Regions from separate parts of the Danio rerio genome. Here region 1 is linked to region 2. The links are chromatin contacts, called in public HiChIP or PLAC-seq maps. All regions are on one chromosome and are shown on one strand. Each heading gives the region's core, a stretch centred on a gene start, on an enhancer-like site or on the middle of the called end of the contact. The rest is flanking DNA. Distances are from core to core; before and after follow the strand shown.

Region 1 (6,959 bases), core at 483-2,982, 230 kb before region 2:
ACAGATAAAAAACAACACTGCCTGTTTTATGTGGCTCTCTAAAATATTTTCTTATATTGCATTTAAAAATACATTTGTGAATTTGTTATCCCTTAAAAAAGCACTGAAGCAAGGAAAAAAGATGAATGATATTTGAGAGCCAGTAATGAGTGTAAATCAGAATATTCATGGGCTTTCAAAGATATTTTCTCAAAAAGGTTTTTTGTCTGTACATTTAACACCTTTTTTATGCTGTTTAGGTTAAACAACTACACTGTAAATGAATTACATGATCAATTAGTCATGACAGCATATTTTTTAGTTCATTGTAACTTATTAAACTAAGTTAATCGTGCTCTAGCCTAATTTGATAAGTTATGCGAGCTAGTTTATGTCAGTTTACAATAATATAAGTTAAATTGACTTACAAGGTTAATTTGATTTAGCTTAAAGAATTAAGGCAACCACTTTTTTACAGCGTAAAAATTTATTTGAATTAATGTTGCAATTTAGCCTGAAATTATACAAAAACAAAAAATAATGCATGATCTCATACACATTGTTAGCCATAACTAAAAAAATGTCCTTCCGAGTGCCATTGATAACACACACGTTAAACATAAAATCACTAAACACCCTTGAGTGCCATTTGTGACTAAAATATTTTTAAATTGTGACCAAAAAAATTTATTTACATAGTTGTAAACCAATACAAATTGCACTTGTGTAAATAGACACATATTGAGAGCTGTTTTAAATTAGTTCATCGTTCTAAAGTATGATACAAATATAGCTGTTATAATACATACAGTGTTTAAAAGTCTTAAGGTTTATTCTTGTTTATATAAATAAATAATCAAAGTAAACATCAGTGGTGACATATTTATTAAGAGTTTGTTGTTAAATTATTACCACATTCAATGAAACAAAGCAAAAAAATATATATCCCCATACAACTCGGTCATAACTGGCAACAGTTGCCTGGTAGTGACAAAACAAAAAAGGTTAACGTTACATGCGTTTGTTTTATAACTTTCTGATGAATCTTATAACCAGGGGAAAACCTACGCAAATAACCTATATACTAATAACCAGAGGATGATCTTGATTGTTTATAAAAAATGATGCAGTTTATTCTTTACAATACTAACTTATCTACAAATATGTGTGCACTTTTTAAAGAATATGTTGGGATTACATGGGTTAAACGGTGCATTAAACGACTCGGGACACTTACAAATATTTATGAAAAACTTCAAAGAATTTTTAAATACATTTTTGTATTATTCTGTGCGTAAAATATTTTTCTATTGCTACATACACCGGCAAAGTATCAAACAGGCTAGTATGTTTTATTTATTTTACTGATCATAAAATAATTCTCCCTATTCTTTATTAAGGAAGCAAAAAATACAAGTAAACATCAAGCATGTTTCTGAACCCCGCTCTATATATACAAACACTGTTTGTTTTCCCGACAACAACCACAACAAACTCCTCTAGTCAAAACTTTTACCTCAGATTTGTCGTCGGTTTGAAACGCACTGCATATTCGTCGAGCTGAGGTAAAACAGCCGAACGGGTCGAGCTCGACGGGCCGTGAAATAAATAAAAAGCAAACAGCCACCGCCATTATATGTGTATCCATTGTGAATAAGAGTAAACAGTGTGTTATTTCGTGCTGATATTAGATAGGTCAGCGGCTGCTGTCTGGCTCTTGTGTAACGGTCGCTGCGCGTTCGTGTATGTATGTGTGTGTGTGTGTGTGTGTGAGAGTGTGAATCACAGTTCACCTTAGTTGAACTTGCATGATCTAGTTCACGGTAGTGTGCGGCTGTCGGTCCGGTGCTTTTCGGAGGACGAACGCTCCTTTTTGATCATTTAAAAAAGTAGCCTTAAGAAGACGCAGTGTGTCGTCATGATTTTGTGTAGACGGGAAGGTTGTGAGAGATTGCTTGCGGGCTGACTGTATTAACAATCGCGTGTGTGTGTCTGTGTGCGTGTGTGTGTGTACGTGTTAACCTCGCTGAAGTGTCTGTCCGTGCGACGGCCGGGGGAATTTCAGCTTGAACTTGAATAATAAAAACGGTCGTCGTGATTTCCTCGCCGACTCCCGGCAAGTTTCTTTCTTTTGTTTGTTTGTGTTGCCGTTTCCCGGTTTTAACGACAACCCGAGATTCGCAAAAAGGACCAGATGAAGCTCAGAAGCGGATGAAAGACGGACGTAAATAATGTAAGTTTGCCGTTATCATGTTTTAGTCGAGCCCATCGGCTGCTTTTTGCTCCTATTTCGCTTGTAATTACATGCGCCAGTGGCACAAACCCGGCATATGGGGCATTTCTGAACTGTAGCCTAGTTTTCACAGCTTATTTTCCTGGCGTCAAATGTAAAATATCTGTTGTGCACACACTCGAGTGAATGAAACGAGGAAAGCTTATTTTATTAGCGCTTGTCGAAGAGAGTAATAGTGTAGACACTTCAGACGTAGAAAATTAGGTCAGTTTCTCATTGCCAGACGTTTTTGTTCACGCTTTTCAAATAATCGATCGCCCTGCTCCTTTTGGGTATATTTATTCGTGTGTGATATTAAACAGAAGCATGATACCGATCTGGTATTCTCATTAAACAGAGAAATATATCTAGTATTTGTACTTCATAGTTGGCGTCGTTTACAGACATATTTCTATCAGTCTCGTCTCGTGTTTTACACACTGTGTGCCCCATTTATAACAGAGGTTAACAACAATCTGTTATTAAACTTATGAAATGCATGTGTGCTTTTTATTTCATGTTATTTTTATTAAAATAGAACATATCATGTCCTCTTTGTATTGAAAAGTTGCACTCATGCATTATTTGATTTGATGATCTATCATAAACAAAATTCCTCTAACAAATATTCAGTTTTCTTGATTATTATTTGTTTATAGAAATGCATGTTAATTATTTTACCAGCTTTACATTTTTTTTCTAGATGCATTGTGCTGTTGTTTTAGATATTTTATAGCCAGGGGGAATAGAGCTAATTCTGAAATGTTAGAATTAGTGTGTGTGTGTCTGTGTGTTGCAGTGGTGCAAGAAATGGCGAAAATCTTTCGGACTCAACCCAGAGTTGGAATGTACATCCACCATTTATCTGGTACGATTTTATCTTCATTGTTTTTCAGCAAACTCAGTTTAAGTAATTGAATGTGATAATAATCTGCTGTTTGAAGCTAAAAGTGAAATCGCTTCTGTACACTTTTGTTGAACTGTACATGTGCATCAGAGAGGTCTCAGAATAATGAAACATACGGAATGATATAAACTACAATTTCTGGTCCATATATTGCTTTACTGTGTGTGGTTTTAATGTATTATTAATTTGAAAGTCCACAGATTTATGCATATTATTTCAGGCTTTATATTTTTTTGTTGACCGGTCGAACAAGCCTCTGTGTATTGAACACACATGCTATAACATGTTAACCAACGTCCTTTGAGATTTGTTGTGCTGACTGTGCGATTTACAAGGCATGTGATGTTGGCCTGCTTGTTTACTAATATATATATATATATATATATATATATATATATATATAAATTATAGCATATAATTTTGTATATATATAATTTAAAATACAATTTCAATAAATTTTGAGAGCACAGTTTTAACACCATCAGATTTATGACGCTGGTTTTTTTTTGTAAAGTGTGTGTATTCAGTCTCAGTCATCTGTTTGGCGGTAATTTTGTCAGACCAAATACACTAAAGAAGAAATTCAAAAGTGTAGCTTGTTGTTTGCATTTTTGGGAAAGAAAAATGTGCGCTAAAACTAAATGGAAAAACAAGTAGGGGATTTTTTTGTTGCTGTTTTTCATGGTTTTACATAAAACCTAGTCACATGTTGTACATATGTGTGACCCAGCGCTCTTTATAAACAATGGCATGCATTATTTTACATTAGGGTGAATTTTTACTTTTTCCACAATTATTTGTCTGTTTGTATACCTTCTGGCAGAGGGGGGGGGGGGGCATTCAAAAAGCAGATGATGTCAGCGCTTCAAAACAACAACAAAAAAGAAAAAGGTCATCAGCAATTTCAGCAATCTGTTTCCACTTCTCTTAATATTGTCACTCAGCACTCGATTTATCTTGCCAGAAATATCTTTTCATTTACATCTCCTGTCGGGGAAATAAGCAAACCGCCGTCGAACACAGAGCTACGTAACCCGAGGCAGAAAAGCTCAGGCCATTGCTGAGAGCGCACAACAGAGGCCAGATTTTGTAAAGTGTGTGTGCACGCTGGAAGTGTCTTTCCATGACTGACCCCTGGTGCTACAACCACGCCAAACTGTCAATCCCACAGGAATGTCTCCCCGAACTCTCTGCAACAGATGACAGAAATTTGGCGCATGGTTTTGTCATATTCTTTTTCCTCTTCTTTCTTTTCTTTTTTTTTCCTCTTTTGTGCTCGGCCTCAAGTTTTTCTGTAAGCTCTCCTCTTTTCCCCTTGTTGCATTTCAGCTGAGACTAAAGGCCAAGCATGTAATGTGTCAACATGACCTGGACTCGGTACTGTAATCTGAGCGTTTCACTTGGCCTTTGGATACGATTTGATAATGACGACGGCAGCTCGTTACCGCCATCTTTTGCTAAAACGCTTTGAAAGTCGCCAGATAATTGAGCAAAGCCAGCCGACCCCTTCGAGATTACAAAGAGACGAACAATCCTACGCACTCTTTGTGCCGACAGAGTCATAAATTCATCTGTCTGTTCTCTGGCTCGCGTCCAAGCCAGTTTACCTCAGTTAACCCGACAAAAAAGCATACATCATTTGAAATTTAAAATGCAATTACCACAGGGAGGGGAGGCGCCTCTTCTAACCTGACACATTCACACAATCAATCCAAGCTTTTGTGCGGCTCTCTGAGATAGAAGCGGCTGGATGCTTTGAGTGGCCTGCCGTGTCAGCTGAGGTCAGGGGTGTGTCCTGAGCTTTTAGCCTGTAGTCTGAAGCTGGCACTAAAAGGTTGCACAGATGTGAGGAAGAGCCGTTAGAGCGATGCGTGTCAGACAGGACTTGGATACGTTACTGAGCGCAGAGGGGTACGTGCCTCCTAATCTTCTCCTGTCCAGGGTCAGTCAGACGGGCACACATTCTGCAGTCACACGATTGCATTTCACCTGTCATGCTGGAAGACGTCACTGTGCACGCTTGTCTTCTGTGAGTGCACGGGGAAACAGAGGGAGGTCACGTGTGTGATTTATGCATGTGTGCGCTTTCGTTTTAGAGAGCAAACTTGTGGGTATGAGCGAGGAGCTCTTAAGTGCTTGACCTAATTTCACAGGCAAAGAAGAATTCAGCAGTGAAGGCCTTCCTCTGTTAGTGTGAGGTTGCTGTGCTGGGTGTTTCCTCCCAGGGTCTAACAGGAAGCTCATGTTTGAGTTCATTTGAGGACAGGGAGAAGGCTTTTCTTTCCACTGTGGATCGTTCGAGAGAGGGGGGAGAGAGCCAGGGCCTCAGCTCTGAATCGCCCTTCTGCAATCTGGCGTGCTTTTTAGCTCCTTATACTGCTGTATTGTCTATTTTGGCTGAACTTAGGGTTTTTTCGCTCCTGCCAAGAAAGCATCTATTTTTCGGGCTTACAGTGAGCAGGAGCCGAGATCCCGAGTCAAAAATGACTTAATGAATCCTGTGAGCAAATGAAACAATCCTCTGCAGGGTTCTCTTTTTGCTTCCTCTGGTCCGATTTTGCATTCCAGACTCATCTGAGCTGGGTCGTGACCTGAGAAAAAGCTGTGCCGTTCATTATAGGTTTTGGATGATTGTTCATAGCTCAGATGAGCTTATAAACAGTTATTGCGTGTGTGTTTTTATTGTGTTTCAGAGAATGCTCATTAACTGCGATTTGCTTTTCACAGGGTTGAGGACTTTTAAGGACAGCGGACGTGCTTGTTGCAGGACTTTGCAGGTGAGAAATGATTTCATGACTATCCATGCACATTCTGCAAGCTTGTTTTTGCATTTACAATTGAAGTCAGAATTATCAGCCCTCCTGTTTATTTTTTTACCCCAATTTCTGTTCAACAGAGAAGATTTTTTTCAACACATTTCAAAACATAATAGTTTTAATAACTCATATGTAATAAGTGATTTATTTTATCTTTGCCATGATGACAGTAAATTATATTTGACTAGAAATATTTCAAGACACTTCTATACAGCTTAAAGTGACATTTTAAGGCTTAACTAGGTTAACTAGGATAGGGTAATTAGGCAAGTTATTGTATAACGATGGTTTGTTCTGTAGACTATCGAAAATATTGCTCATAGGGGCTAATAATTTTGACCTTAAAATGGTGTTTAAAAAATTAAAAACTGCTTTTATTCTAGCTGAAATAAAACAACTAAGACTTTCTCCAGAAGAAAAAATATTATCAGACAGGCTGTGAAAATGTCCTTGCTCTGTTAAACATCATTTGGGAAATATTTAAAAAAGAAAAAAAAATCAATGGGGAGCTAATAAATCTGACTTCAACTGTACATGAATTAAAATAATCTGAATAAATTACCATGTTTATATTCACATTTATTCATTTTGGTGAATCAGTGAAGCAGAAATATTACAGGTTTCACATTACATTTCACGTTCTTAAATTGATATTGCAGTCAGTCTGCTCTCTTTGAAATGTGGATTCTGTGTGGGAGGCCCTCTCTATTCATCTGTGCACGTTTCATGTTAGTCTTTTAGTGAAGTAAGAAGATATCAGGCATTCTAGACATGCCCTTTTCAAATTAGAATATACATGATACCTATTGCATAATCCTAAATGTTCGGATTCTCGATTACATGTTCAGTATATCACACAGATCAAATCTTTTATCAGACAGTGGGGTTGATTGAATCTAGGGCACGCCTTTGAGAGCTTATTTCTGCAGTGGGCAGAGCAGAAAAATGATGAGGATCGACCTGTTAGTCTGGAATTGCATCAGCT
Region 2 (6,788 bases), core at 2,223-4,722:
TTGTTATTGAGAACCTGTGAGGTGTGGCCTGCTGACATCAGAAATCTGGATATATTGTATATGTGTAATGAGCCTGTGGGAAAGCGGAAAACAAGTCAGTCATCATTTAATGTCAATGTGATATACTACAGAACACAGAAGTGTTGCTAAAGATACCATTGTACAGGATCCAGCATAAAGCTTCATCAGGCAGAACAGCCTGCATCAGAATGCGCAGAAAACCCAGGATTCTCAGCAGCTTTTGAACCCCGCTCTCACCCAGAGGTGCGCCTTTTTCTTTCTCCAAATAGAAGACGCACTGACATTCTCCCTGAAGAGCACGAAACTAACAGACACAAAGATAAAAGCCATTATCACAAATCAAACAAAAATTATATTTAAAACAGTGTAATATATTTCAGGGCTTCACGGTGGCGCAGTGGGTAGCACGATTGCCTCACAGGAAAAAAAGGTCGCTGGTTCGAGCCCAGTTGGCATGGGTTTCCTCCGGGTGCTCCGGTTTTCCCCAGAGTCCAAAGCAGGGGTCACCAAACTTGTTCCTGGAGGGCTGGTGTCCTGCAAATTGTAGCTCCAACCCTAATCAAACACACCCGAACAAGTTAATCAAGGTCTTAAAAGGTATACTTGAAACACCCAGGCAGGTGTGTTGAGGCAAGTTGGAGCTAAACCCTGCAGGGACACCGGCCCTCCAGGACCGAGACTGGTGACCCCTGGTCCAAAGGCATGCACTAAAGGTGAATTTAATAAGATAAATTGGCCGTAGTGTATGTGTGTGAATGCGGGAGTGTATGGGTGTTTCCCAGAGTTGGGTTGCAGCTGTGAAGGGCATCCGCTGAATAAAAGATATGCTGGATAAGTTGGTGGGTCATTCCGCTGTGGCAACCACTGATTAATAAAGGGACTAAGCCTAAAAGAAAATAAATGAATGAATATATTTCAACAAGGATCTCTAACCGTAAATATGGCTCTCTCTGAATCAAAGCCATCTGAGAAGAAGAACCGTTGGAGGTGATCCAAATCTTGTATGTTTTCCAGGCTTTCTGTGCAAAACTGCTGCAGATACAGCCTGTAGCCCTGCCAGAGAGCAAGCCTGTAAAACTTGAAGAAAATTATAAAGAAAACATTTATCTATGTGCAAAGAGGTGATAACGGGATAACACATTTAAAAAGTAGAATTGGTAGTAAACTGAAAAAAAGTTATAGTGAGATTAAATTACCTTATTGTCAAGGAGGAAATCTGCCGTTAGTAACAGGTGCTCTTCAAAATAAGATTGAGGAAGTCGAGATTTATACTTGTTCCATGTTTCAAACAATTTTAGAGACCTGTAAGTTAACAATAATTTACATCACATGTGAGTAAATTGCTCTTGAAAAATCATATCATAAATAGATAATAAAAACTATATATAAATCTACAGACTAACTTCAATATTAGCCTGAAAGGAAAAAGGTGAAGCCAATTAACTTATCAATGAGTATAAAACATCAGAACTAGTACACAAACAATAATAATAATAAATGAAACAGATAACGTTAGCTATTATCTTAAAAAAATACAATTTACAACTTTACACATACAACTTTGTGTAGATTTTATAGCCTTATATTAGGCCTGAATTTTAAAATAAACTTGATTAATGATTAAGAAATATTAGATTAAATATTAGGTTAGATATCTAACCTAGTAACGTTAATGATAATAATAATAATAGTAGTCCACAAAAATAGACTTTGTTTAGAGTTGTAGTCCCTTATTTTTAGTTGTTTAACTTTATCTCTTACCCTCTAGAGTAGGATCGATAGTCGTCGCTCTGCGGGCCGGAAAGTTTCTTTATAAGCGCTTTAAACTCTTTTAATTCGCTTTGAAAAGCTGAGAGGACAGGGTTGTGTTTATCCAGGGGACCGTAGTAGGACGCTGGTGCGGGTTCCATGTTTCAGCATACGCGCGCGAGCTGGTAATGTGTTTGAGTCTGTTGTTATGGTAATGTTGAGCCCTCCCAAGTCAGTCTGGGCATAGCACGAGCAGGCGCGTGCGTGTGTCCTGATGATTGCAATCTTCTGTCTAAATCTATTAAGTTAATTAAAAGATAATAATATATAGATACATTTAATTAAATTGTACGATAATAATGTAATCTTTTAAGTTTAACCTGAATATTTACAACAGTTGATTCGTAAAAATACCTCACCAGGGCTTTTGTCAAGTCATGTCCGGATTAATTTAGATTGATTTTCTTGGGTGTTGGACGTTAACAATTTACTTGAAATGCAATTTCGAAAACATTTTCCCACAAGTGAATAAATAAAACCTTTCAAATAATTTGAATATTTATATTTTTACAGTCTGCCATCTAGTGGTTATTCGACATCATATATCTATCATTCGCCATTAGATAAAAAATGACGAATCTAGTTTAATGAATAATGAATAAAATAAACAAATTAATACATAAATACACATTATGTAGCATATAATTAGAACATATGAAATATTTATTTGGAATTTTTAAATGAAGAACAAATAATAATTCTACACCATGTGCATTTAAGCCGATTTAAGCTGTAACGGAATCTGCTAACACGAATCGCAAGTGTTCCGCAGCCTCACTGTTGTACATGTAACATGTGAAGATCGAGTTTACATCCTGCATTGAGGACAGGCGAGTGAAATCCCAAGGTTAGTGACATTTATGCGCAATGTAACTATGATTTTATTTATATAACATAGCATTTGAGGGATAGTATATTTTAGAATCAGGGATAGTGATTTGAACTCTTTTTTTTCTTGCAAAGCTAGCTTGCTAATATTGTCATTGACACGCCATAAAATTCTATTTACTTTACACTTCATTATGAAACATTTGTTTCAATGTTAGATTAAAATCCCTATTATTTATTTCTGAGTAGTAAGTATAAAACAGTCTGAAATTTACTGCAATAAAATAACTTTTATTACATGTCTATCTATCTATCTATCTATCTATCTATCTATCTATCTATCTATCTATCTATCTATCTATCTATCTGTCTGTCTGTCTGTCTATCAGCATTTGGTGTAATAATCCTCTCAGCACGACAGCATTTGTTATCATGACTAATTATAATTTTCTGCAAATTAATAGCCTCAAAACAACAGTATGTTTAATTATTTAAATTATTAAAAAATTTAATTTAATGCAAATTTCTATTAGAAAAATAATATTAGTCCTTTATAGCACCTTAATAACATTTTACTAGCAAAGACACACTAATTACTGAATTTTTAGAATTTTCAAGTGGTCTTTTAATTTCTTCCATTGCTGCATTTGCACTTAACTAATCATATTTCCAGTATATCATTTCTATAAAAGGTGCTAATCCTGTTTTTTTCCTGCAAGTTTTACACTTCTTAATCAACTTATTCAAGGTATATTCACTGAACTGTTTGCCCCATTTCACTTTCTCTATCTCTGTCTTTGTTGTTTTTTCCAGAGGATGTTAAGACTGAGGGTATTCGACAGACATAAGAGGTTATGGAGCGTCCTGCAGTCAACAATAAGGGGAAACAACATTTCAAATCACATCCCAAACACCACATGCAGATCTTCAGCTCCACCACATTTATGTGCACGACAAAGAGCCTTTTACTCTCAAAACTCCCCTAAAACTCCAAATCCAGGCTCGTCCGCAGGCATCAAACTGCGCACACGCTTGGTGGTGACGCTGCTTTTTGGAGGTGGCATCATTGGCACTTGGTGGTACGTGCATCAGGAGAAAGAAAAGAGGATTCAGATGCAAAGACTGGAGCAGTTGCGAAAAGTGGCTCTCGGACAGGGAGATTTCCATTTGCTTGATCATACGGGACAGCGCAGAACCAAACGAGACTTTCTAGGACACTGGGTGCTGTTATATTTCGGTTTTACCCACTGTCCTGATATCTGTCCTGATGAGCTGGAGAAGTTGACCAGCGTGGTGCATATTTTGGATAAAGACCCAAGCTTGCCTTCTGTTCAGCCTCTTTTCATCACTGTTGACCCAGAGAGAGATGATGTTTCTGCTATGGCCAGGTATGTGAAAGATTTTCATCCCCGTTTGGTTGGACTGACCGGGAGCGCGGAGGAAGTGAAGCAGGCGGGACGGGATTTTAGGGTTTACGCCAGTAATGGGCCCAAAGATGAGGATGGGGACTATATTGTGGATCACAGCATAGTCATCTACCTGGTCAACCCGGATGGACTGTTTATCGACTATTACAATAGGATGAAAAATGACACCCAGATTGCTGAGAGTATTCGCAATCACATGAAGACCTTTGTTAGATTGTTTCCTGATTAATCTGAGCGAGACGAGTTGTGAGTGTAAATAAAGGTAAATTTTGAAATGATGATGAGCTGAGTCTTTGTGTGCATTATGCTAATATGGGGTATAAATTGTTGAAAATTTTTAGTTTGTAATCTAAATAAAGCTGAAATGTACATGTAATTATTATTATTAATTCTATTTTTAGGTGACATGGTGGCTCAGTGGTTAGTACTTCACCTTCCGAGGTCACTGGTTTAAGCCCCATCTGGGTCAGTTGGCATTTCAGTGTGGAGTTTGCATGTTCTCATGTTTGTGTGGTTTCCTCCAGGTGCTCCGGTTTCCTCCACAGTTAGAGATGCGGGGTGAATTGAATAAACTAAATTGTTCATAGTGTATGTATGTGAATGGGTGTGTATGGATGTTTCCCAGTACTGGGTTGCAGCTGGAAGAGCATCCGCTGTGTAAAACATATGCTGGACAAATTGTCGGTTCATTTCGTGGCGACCCGATTAATAAAAGGACTAAGTAGAAGGAAAATGAATGAATTATATTTATTAATAATAAAATTATAAAAATGACTTGTGCCTTTTTTCAGATTGACATACTAAAATGAAACTTTTTTTTATTATATTACATAAAAGTTAATACATTTAATATTATTATATATAAAAGACACTAAAATAACACATTTCAGGTAATTATGGAGGCAACAAACCCCCTTTAATACTGAATTACTGAAATAAAAACAAATGAAAATATTAGACAAAATATACATAATATTACATTCAATACTTACAATAGTAAATAAAGGGGTTGTAATAGATTTCTACTATTATAACACTATATTATAATTATGATAATGTTTTTAATCGATTATTGATTCAGTATTTCTATCTACAGATTATTTTTACAGTTGATTTCATATTTTAATTGTTTTTTGACCAAATTTGACTAAACAAAGTACTTCAGGTACTTAAAATAACTCTTTAGATAACCCGATCATTAAAACATTGGGGATTTTGAAATAAATTCAGGTTTCATATAAAGGCAGTCATTTAAAATGGGGCCCGGCCGATAAACTATATTATATAGAAATATGAATCGCAATAAAATTTGTGTCAATAACAATGATAAGCTCTTGACATTTTCACTCTATATTGATCTTAGAGCCAATCACACAACAGAAATGTGCAACAATGCGAATCTAAAAGTGTGTTGATATTAGAGATGTACCGAAATTTTCAGCTGCCAAAATATGTTATGCCATTTAATGAGCGCTCTAATTTGTGTGGCTTCACTCATTGTTGGGGTACTCTTTTAAACCAGGAAGCATGAACAACTTATATCAAATATATATATTATCGTTCAATTAGGAAAATAATTATTGAGATTGTATTTTTTGTCGTATCGCCCAGGCACAATTTAAAACTAAACATATTTTTATTTATCCAAATTATAACACAAAAATACAAAGACATCTCAACAATACCAGTACATCTTCTGTTCACTTGGATCTTTCACAAACACAAACAGACACAATAAGACATTTTTGTGCAGCACTTTCAGTTTTTCTTTTATTTAACGTGTGAATCTTCTACAATTGATAAAAAAGGCTTAGGAGACTGTACAGACATGCAGTTTACTGAATGTAAATAGGTTGAAATTTGAACATCTCAGAAAGTGAATAGAAACAGACCGTTTTAACAATTTAACAGACTTTCCTCATGAAATTTGATGTTTGGATATTAAAATGTATGAAGACACCTGTCATTTCTTCATTTCAGCATTCAATCCAGCAAGTTAAAACATCAAATTCAAAAGCAAGTGCAAAGCTGGAAATCAGAACATGAGTCTGAATGACCTAAAAGCTGTAGGATAGAGAATCACAAAGCCTTTTTATCTGTAAATATATGATAAATAGCTTCTGTTCCAAAGGTAAGACATGATAAGCACAACAAGTAAAAGCTCAGGGAATATCTGTAGCAGCGGTTGCGTTGTAGGTTTTGAGACGTTCGTGAGCCCTCTGAGTAGTCAATAAAGTGAGCTCCATTGTGTCCACGCTGCAGTCAAGACCGTCCACTTTGTCAACCTCCACTGTATAATCGTTGGCCTGTAACAAAAAGCACAGCATCAGATCATAAACTGTATTTGTTTTGTTTTCAAAGATAATATTTCAGCTTAAAAAGTTTTGGGATCAGTAATTTTTTTGTATGTTTTTAAAATAGTTTTCTTAATAAAAATAGTTTTAGTAAGTAATTAATTTAAAGCAGAATTTTCAGTGTCATTATTATTATTAGTGTCACATGACCCTACAGAAATCATTCTTACATGGTGATCTGCAGCTAATATATATATATATATATATATATATATATATATATATATATTATTCATACTATTATCAGAGTTGAAAACAGTTGGCCATGTTTTTTTGTAGAAACTATGATACAGTACTATTCAAAAATTACCCTTAGAAATTAATTTTACTTTAATTCATCAAGGATAAA

The links. HiChIP or PLAC-seq counts read pairs in DNA pulled down with a chosen protein or histone mark.
Region 1: a contact with region 2 is called in an H3K4me3 HiChIP or PLAC-seq map of embryo, with 3 times the contacts expected there. The contact joins the promoter of wnt7ba here to the promoter of sco2 in region 2. A contact is called at or near these places in 1 of 18 Hi-C or Micro-C datasets (an unstated tissue) and 1 of 4 datasets of contacts at active chromatin or transcription factors (embryo).

What each region holds. Positions count from the first base shown.
Region 1 is chr4:19,270,550-19,277,508 of GRCz12tu, reverse strand. wnt7ba (wingless-type MMTV integration site family, member 7Ba) reads right to left here and starts at 1,732. Exons shown (of 4, transcript XM_068220765.2): 1 at 1,496-1,732. The coding sequence starts at 1,627. It also overlaps a transcript of pparaa not described here.
Region 2 is chr4:19,042,807-19,049,594 of GRCz12tu, reverse strand. sco2 (synthesis of cytochrome C oxidase 2) reads left to right here and starts at 3,472. Exons shown (of 1, transcript NM_001045232.1): 1 at 3,472-4,314. The coding sequence starts at 3,475. The coding sequence ends at 4,314. ncaph2 (non-SMC condensin II complex, subunit H2) reads right to left here. Exons shown (of 19, transcript NM_001044991.1): 19 at 5,828-6,391. The coding sequence ends at 6,248. cfap54 (cilia and flagella associated 54) reads right to left here and starts at 1,969. Exons shown (of 69, transcript NM_001423554.1): 1 at 1,783-1,969; 2 at 1,218-1,323; 3 at 955-1,098; 4 at 157-325; 5 at 15-73. The coding sequence starts at 1,931.